Regions from separate parts of the Mus musculus genome. Here region 2 is linked to region 1. The links are chromatin contacts, called in public promoter capture Hi-C maps. All regions are on one chromosome and are shown on one strand. The core of a region is the stretch at or near the end of the contact, and the rest is flanking DNA. Distances in the headings are between cores, read along the strand shown.

Region 1 (3,841 bases), core at 546-3,045:
AAGGCCAAAAGCTATGGTCACTTTCTACGGACAGTTTGTGTTTCTAGGGACGAGTGCCCACTGCATTCAGAGGGGAGCCACACATACCTGCAGCTCCTTGTAAAGGCGGTCCAGCTCAGCCACGGCCGACTGGTTGTCGTGGTGGCCATCGATCCTGCCGTTCTTCAGCATCTCCAGCTGCCTCGTCAGCTCCTCCACTTTCGACACAGCCAGCACCAGCTCCCTCTGCTTCTGCTGGAACAAGCTATTCATCTGCTCGATCTCCTCCACTAGAGCAGGGAGAGGGCCCACAGTAAGAAAGAGCTTTAAAATGAACTTTCTAGTAAGTAGAGAGCTCTCTGAAAACGTCCTAGGACCAACCTACTTTTAGAAGCAACTGAAATCAACACAGACATCACTAAACACCTGCATTTCTGTCTAGATACAGACATTTGAAGACCCCGAAGAAATTATATAGTGAATATTATACAGTAAACATTAAATTCTAAATTTTGGAAATCAAATTTCTTTAGAGCTTTTGCTTTCAATTTTGTACCGGTAAATAGTGACTGAATCACTAAAACATTACTTTTTAATAATATGGCAATACAGTAACTAGAGGTACCATATAAACAAAAATATCTTCATTAAATCCTTGATCAAGAATTTAAGAAAAATATAATTTAAAGATGTAATTTTAAAATCTTACCAAAAAAAAAAAAATCAATGCTAACTTCAACCAAGAGGAACTTGCAATCAAAATTATAGCAAATCATTCTCTTCAAATTTTCTTTAAAAACAAACACTTATTCTCAGTACAAATCCATATAAACGCCCTGAGTCGCTCTGATTTCTTATGCCAAAATAATTCCAAATGTGGCCGTTCCACGAGTTACACACCGAGTTTTCCGTTGCTCAGCCTCTTTTGCTCCACATGGCCCTTTAGCGCTCTCACTTTCTTAAGCTTAGCTTCCTGACTTTCAGCTATTTCTCTAAGCCTCTTAAGTTTCTCCTGTTCAGCAGCTTGTTGCTGTTGACGTTGATCTTGCTGTTTTAAAAACTTTAAGCGTTGCTCCTAAAGAAAAAGAAAAGAAGCACTTACTGGGCTGTCATTTTAAACAGTCACACTCCCATCTTCAATACAACCTCGGGCAGCCCTTGCAGGCCAAGACTGGCGCTCTGGCGCTCCTCTAACCCTGTTCTGCTCTCCCACAATCACCTGCCTAGAATCCAAAACACACTCCTTGGCCCACCGTAGAACCTCGTGGAGAGAAAACCTAAGAATTAGGATTTTTAATCCCAGTGGTTCCTACACACTAAGCACGCAGTTTTATAAAACTGGAGGCAGTTTTATAAAAACCTGCTTGTAAAATGGGTAGCCGTGTAGGCTGGTGCATGTGTATACAGTGTATATGTGCATGCATGCCAGCATCAAAGACCAGAGGCCAACAATGGGTGTCTCCCTTGATCACCTCTCCCCCTCATTTCTATTAATTTTTTGAGCTTTGTGTGATGAAGTTTGATCATATTCAACCCTTGGCCAATTCCTCTCAGAGCCATACCTCCTTCCCTACCCACCCAACTTTGTGTCCTTTTTCTTAAAAGAGGGTTTTATTTTTAATTATGTGTGTGAGTATGTGTACATAAATATAAGTGCCTACAGGGACTAGGGGATTCAGATCCCCTAAAGCTGGAATTATAGGCAGTTATAAGCCACCAGACCCGAGTGTGGGAATAGAACTCAGGCTCTCTGGAAGAGCAGTATAACCTTTCAACTGCTGAGCCTTCTCCCACTTTAAAAAATCAAGTACAATTTGTGCTGCTCATGTGTTCCTGGCTGTGTGCCTTCCACTGGAGGATGGCCAACCTACCAGGGGTCATACCCTTAAAGAAAACTGACTCGCCTCTCCCAGAAGCTGTCAATTCACAACAGCTCCTCAGCTAGGGACTGCATGCCCAACTCCTTTCCCCAGCCTGGGATTCTGTCTGCCTTGAGGCTGCACAGGTTTTATGCATGTTGTCATAACTGCAATGAGTTCCTCTATGTAAATGCCCTGTTACATCTGGAAAACACTGTTTCCTTGTAGTCACTGTTTCTAACTCTTAAAATCGTTCTGTTCCCTCCTCTGCATGACCCCTGAGCCTTGGGAGGAAGGGGTCATACAGAGTATGAGTTACTCATTGAACCTGCCTGGCCAGACTAGAAGGTCACTGTGCTGTAGGGCTCCGCCTGTCCCCATCAGCATTCCCCTCAGTTCTTCCATCACAGATGCTGCCCGTGCACCCAGCTTTTACACCATGCTGAGGCTCCAAACTCAGCTCCTCTACTTGCCCAGCAGGCACTTCACCAACTGAGCTACCTCTCTGACCCCAGATACCACCTGTAAGAAGCTAATTTGGGGCCTGTAAGTAAAAGTACTTGCCTGAGAACTGAGTTAAATCTCTGAAACTCACTTGGTGGAAAGAGAGCCAACTCACAAGAGTTTTCCTCTGATCTCCACACTTTTACTGTGGTAGAGATGTGTGCACAAGCACACATATGCAAATGATAACTTTTAAAAAGAAGCTAATTTTAAGAAGGAGCCTGGGCTGGAGAGATGGCTCAGTGTTTAAGAACACTGACTGCTCTTCTGAAGGTCCTGAGCTCAAATCCCAGCAACCACATGGTGACTCACAACCATCCATAATGAGATCTGACTCCCTCTGCTGGAGTGTCTGAAGACAGCTACAGTGTACTTACATATAATAAGTAAATAAATCTTTAAAAAAAAGAAAAAGAAAGAGAGAAAGAGAGAGAGAGAGAGAGAAAGAGAAACAGAGAGAAAGAAAAAGAAAGAGAGAGAAAGAGAAAGAAAGAGAGAGAAAGAGAGAGAAAGAGAGAGAAAGAGAGAGAAAGAGAGAGAAAGAGAGAGAAAGAGAGAAAGGAAGGAAGGAAGGAAGGAAGGAAGGAAGGAAGGAAGGAAGGACGGACCCATTTGACCTGGGAGACAATGTAAGAAAGGATATGAATTCAAATTCAGATTCAAACCCAAGCTGAACTAAGTTCCTGCGAGACCTTGGACATATTATATAACTTCACCAAGAACAGACATCTGTTTCCACATCTATAATATGGGAATTAGCAATAACAACTACATGTTGCTATGGAAAGGATTAAATACAGAATATAGATCCTTGAGGAGTATGTTATATATTATAAATGCCATAAGCAGAAACTGTAAAGAGACAAGGGGGTAGGTAACACCTTTAGAAAGCTATAATTATATAATTTAAAATATACTTGTATTACTTTATAATTTTAAACTATCAGTTACAGTATCTACTATTAAGGTAAACATCTCAGAATATGCCTAAAACATGTAAAAAACATGAAATTTCAAAGTGAAGATCTTGAGATTAGAGATTCACTCTGCAAGTCAGCTGTTTATATGAATGTGTGTCTCACTGCTCACTGTGATGGCACACGAGCTTATCCTGAGATGTAGAAAGGCAGAACCTCAGACTCCAAACTTTGATTCACAAACTCATTCTTAAGTAGATCCCAAACTGGACCAAGATGATTATTAGGTCTAGCTAGAGAAGTGCTGCACCCCAGGATGGGAACTGTGGTGTGGGGTACCATACACGAGTGAGTCTGGACGCACAGGAACATAAGACAGTGTCACATGCAAGAGCACAGTGCATGCTGAGAACAGCTACCTGTCAAGTCGTCATGTCACTATCCAGCATCCTGGAGCCTCCAGTCACTAAAGGACAGGTTACGTTAAGGATTCTGAGTGAACAGACTAAGGGCTGACAAGCTAGAGCCTGAAAGTAAAACAAGCTTGGCAAGGTTTTTTGTTTTTGTTTTCAATCAATCAAT
Region 2 (3,841 bases), core at 393-2,892, 88 kb before region 1:
GGGGCAAGGGATGCTTGAAGAGTCAGGTACAAGCAAGAGTTTTCTGAAAAGGACTCACTCTGCTAGCTCAGGAAGAAATAGCAAGAATTGTCAAATGGGGTTGAATCGACTTAAAAGGTTTCTGGACAGCAAAGGAACCAATTAACTTAGTGAAGAGAGCCTACAGGATGGGAGAGAGTTGTCACCTATACATCTGATAGAGAACTCATATCCAGAATCTATAAGGAACACACACACACACACAAATACAAAATTCAATTATTAAGTGGACAAATTAAATGAATAGACAGTCCCCAGAGATGAAGTGAAATAGACAATAAACATGCAAACACATTGGCACCCTAAACCATCAGGGTATTTACACAGAATTCATCTCACTGTGATTAGAATGAGTATCATCAAGAGAAGATATGATAGGCTGCTGAAGGAATGTAAATTACGAGAATATGTGTTGCAGTCCCTCAAAAAAAGAAAAAAAAAAGAACGATTATAAGATCTATCTGCATCAAACCCAGGGATATAAGTCAGCTTACAATAGAGAGCTGCACCCTTTGCTTATGATGCACCAATCACAGCAGCCAGGTCGGGAGGCAGCCTGGGAGGCAGTCCCTCAGAGGATGAGTGAACAAAGAAAATGTGCTACCTTTACACCGTGGAGTATTACCCAGCCACAAAGAGTGAACTCTCTCTCTCTCTCTCTCTCTCTCTCTCTCTCTCTCTCTCTCTCTCACACACACACACACACACACACACACACACACACACACATTTTTTTCTGATCTGTTTCTCCTCTGGAGTGCCAAGATTACAGACAAGTGCCACTATACTCAGCCTCAGAACCAGAATAATGATGATGATGATGATAGAAAGCAGGAGGAACCCAGGTTGAAAAATAAGGGACAAGAAGTGGGGGAGCAGGGAGGAAAAGACACAAGAGAAGCAGAGGTGGAGGTGGAGTGGGACACTGTTATCAAAGTCCTTTATGTAAATATGTGAGAATGTCTCAATGTTATCAATTGTTTTGTACAACTAATGCATAATAATAAATAGTTAATTCCAAAAAAAGAAAAAGGAGAGAGCAGAGGAACCCACAGACTAGTGGACAGTCCGGCAGATATTTGTGGCACCAGGGGACATTTAAAAAGAGCTAATGGGGCTGAAGAGGTGGCTGGGTTGTTAAGTGCTTATGGCGCAGGATTACTGTACAAGCTGAGGACCGCAGTTCGGACTCCAAGGCCCACCTAAAACCTGGGAGTGGTCCTGCACGCACCGGTAACCGCTGCACTGAGGTGGGTGGAGACTGGGGAATCGCTAGGTTTTGGGGCGTGGCTGGCTAGCTGACAAAAGCGAGGGAGTTCCAGGTTCAACAAAAGAGGAACAAGGCAGAAAGTGGTACAAGGAGACACCCTCTGTCCTCCTCTGGTCCCTGTGAGAGAGACTTGCAGCCCTCCCCATACATAAATAAAAATAATTAAACATTGAACAGAATTCCTTCCGGTTTATGGGCTCACACCTCAGGAGGGAAATCAGAAAGCTCCCCTCCTGGTGTGATTTGCATTTTAATTAGTGCCGAGTCTGCTCTAGGCACTCCCTTTTGGTCGTGAGTCAGGAGGCCGAGGCCTCCCTGCAGAACCTGCTCAGGGCTGGACTTCAACCACACCCTCAGTCCATTCAGACTGGGCACAGCCCAAAGAGCAGAGGCCCAGTGAACTGTCTCAGGGGAGCCTGATAGCCCCATCCCCAGCTGACACCAAGCCCTCCTAAAAGGGCTGGACCACCAGCCTTCAGCTGCCCATCCACAGATAGTGGACTAGATGAGCGGGAAGGTCCTGCCTCCAGCCCCCTCAGAACCTCTCTTGTGAAAACTAAGGAACCTGTGCTCTGAGTCAGCAGCTGTGGAGACACATAACTGAGTGTGACTCAGCCCCAGGCTCAGCTCTGAGGTTCCCCGCAGATTATGCCCTTTTTTGGCCCCAGGCAGGGTTTCCCTCTTCTCTCCTAAGTGCTGATGGGCAGAGCCTCAAACAGCCCCGGATGAGCAGCGCTGTTGCTCACAGGCTCCCTCTCTAGAAGGGCTGGGTGCAAGGAACGACTCCCCAGGACTTCAGATCCTACGGGAGGATGAAGGGGCACCACGGAACCTCCTCTAGCCGTGCCTCAGAGACCAAGCTAATGTTTTAGTGAACGGACAACCCCAAGTCCGTACCTCCTTGGGTGTATAAAGGGAAAAGGAAGGAGAAAGGGAGAGGGAGAAAGAAAGAACAGGAGGAGGGGACAGGAAGGGTGGAAGTCTCTACCAGCGGAAGCATCCTGGTTATTTTATCCCAAATCCTAGATGAATTCACAAGTGACCCCTGATGGCAAGTAAAAACACCTGCGGCTTTTGAGACAGAAAAGGCAAAAGGTCCTACGAGAAGACACAGCACAGGGAAAGAGGGGGAGGGCTACTTAAGGCAGTCTATCCAGGACAGAGGAAGAGAAGAGGTCTGCTGGGAGGGGAAGGGAGAGGAGCAGAGTGTCTGGAAGTCACAGAAGTGACTAGTGACACCAGTCCTGCAGTCCGCAGTGCGTTGACATTGAGTTCAGGGCGTTAGCTTCTCCCTTGGACTGACGTAAATCCACGTCCTACATCCAGGGTCAGAGTTCCCAGCTGCAGCCCGCCTTCACAATCCAGAGCCACAATTCTCTGGCTGCATGGTCCTAAGGAAGCAAACGAATCTCTAGACGCCAATGGCAATGATGGCAGAACACGGCTCCCTGGGCTCCCGAGCTGAACTAATGAATGAACGAACATGTGCTAAGCCTTTGAGAAGGAGGCATGGACTCCCCACGCTGCTCCATCAGTGACAGCACACAGAGGTTCTGGACCAGCCATTGCAGCCCAGGCAGATCTTCACCAAGCCTTCATTGTTCTGGAGTCTCGGGCTGAGTTTCCTCAGAGCTACATTGTGTCCTTTGCCCTGTGGTATTTTTCTCTCTCTTCCTTGTTCTTGTAAGAGCTTCCTTGGGCTCAGAAGGCTTCCCTACCTCCTGTTCTCTGTATCCTCACAGTTGGTACCCCAAAGCCTCCTGCATCTTTTCTTGTTCAGTTTTCTGAGCAGTGTCTTACTCTATAGCTCAGGCTGGCCACACACTTGAAGCAATGCCCCCTGCCCAACCTCCCAAGTGTTGAGATTACAGATGTAAATCACATGCCCAGCTCTCTTGCACCTCTGTTCCAGTTTGCTCTCTGTTGCTAGGATACAAATCATAACCCACAGCAACCTAGGATGTGTGAGGGTCTGTTTGGTATAGAGGTTACAGTCCATCACAGAGGGAAGCCAAGATAGGAACTCCAGGCAGGAACTTGAAGCAGAAGCTGAGGAACACTGCTTACTAGCTTGCTCCCTCTGGCTCTCTGTTCCCTGTCTCATACAACCTAGGCCACTTGCCTAGGGGTGGCAAGTGCTCACAGTACACTGGGCCTGCCCTCCTACATCAATTAACAATCAAGAACATGACTCGCCCATTCTTATGGAAACAGTTCTTCAATCCAGGTATATTAAGTTGACAACCATAACCTCTACCTTTGTGTGTGTGTGTGTGTGTGTGTGTGTGTGTGTGTGTGTGCCTAGAGGACACAAATCGGTACATGAAATTAAGCATAATAGAACTTACCCGAATCCTTAATATATAAAGAGTGTTGTGGATCATCAAGAGGCAAATTGAATATGAAACTTTTTCAGATCCACATACACACAGAGACTGCCCACTGACATCTCATGAGACTTGGGCTGCTTTACAGACTCAAGTTGCAACTAGAACACCTCTAAAGTTCTGCCCAACCCTGGTTTCTGCAATG

Evidence for each region. Capture Hi-C pulls out chosen DNA fragments and counts their contacts.
Region 2: a contact with region 1 is called in a promoter capture Hi-C map of adipose tissue. The contact joins two enhancer-like sites. A contact is called at or near these places in 3 of 15 datasets of contacts at CTCF or cohesin (CD8 T cells, the NIH/3T3 cell line and large pre-B cells), 8 of 484 Hi-C or Micro-C datasets (the C2C12 cell line, CD4 T cells, embryonic stem cells and 3 more), 3 of 115 datasets of contacts at active chromatin or transcription factors (CD8 T cells, the NIH/3T3 cell line and embryonic stem cells) and 4 of 9 other capture datasets (adipose tissue, embryonic stem cells, liver and 1 more).

Annotation. Positions count from the first base shown.
Region 1 is chr1:182,438,050-182,441,890 of GRCm38.p6, reverse strand. It overlaps Trp53bp2 (transformation related protein 53 binding protein 2), which reads right to left. Exons shown (of 18, transcript NM_173378.2): 6 at 880-1,054; 7 at 88-269. Among named protein-coding and RNA genes, the nearest start is that of Trp53bp2, 31 kb to the right of the region's middle. Within about 2 kb of position 1,795, at least 33 of the 459 cell types and tissues checked have an H3K27ac peak or open chromatin away from gene starts, as enhancers often do. A contact at or near this core is called in adipose tissue, where this site is marked.
Region 2 is chr1:182,526,227-182,530,067 of GRCm38.p6, reverse strand. No RefSeq gene overlaps it. Among named protein-coding and RNA genes, the nearest start is that of Capn2, 11 kb to the right of the region's middle. Within about 2 kb of position 1,642, at least 239 of the 459 cell types and tissues checked have an H3K27ac peak or open chromatin away from gene starts, as enhancers often do. A contact at or near this core is called in adipose tissue, where this site is marked.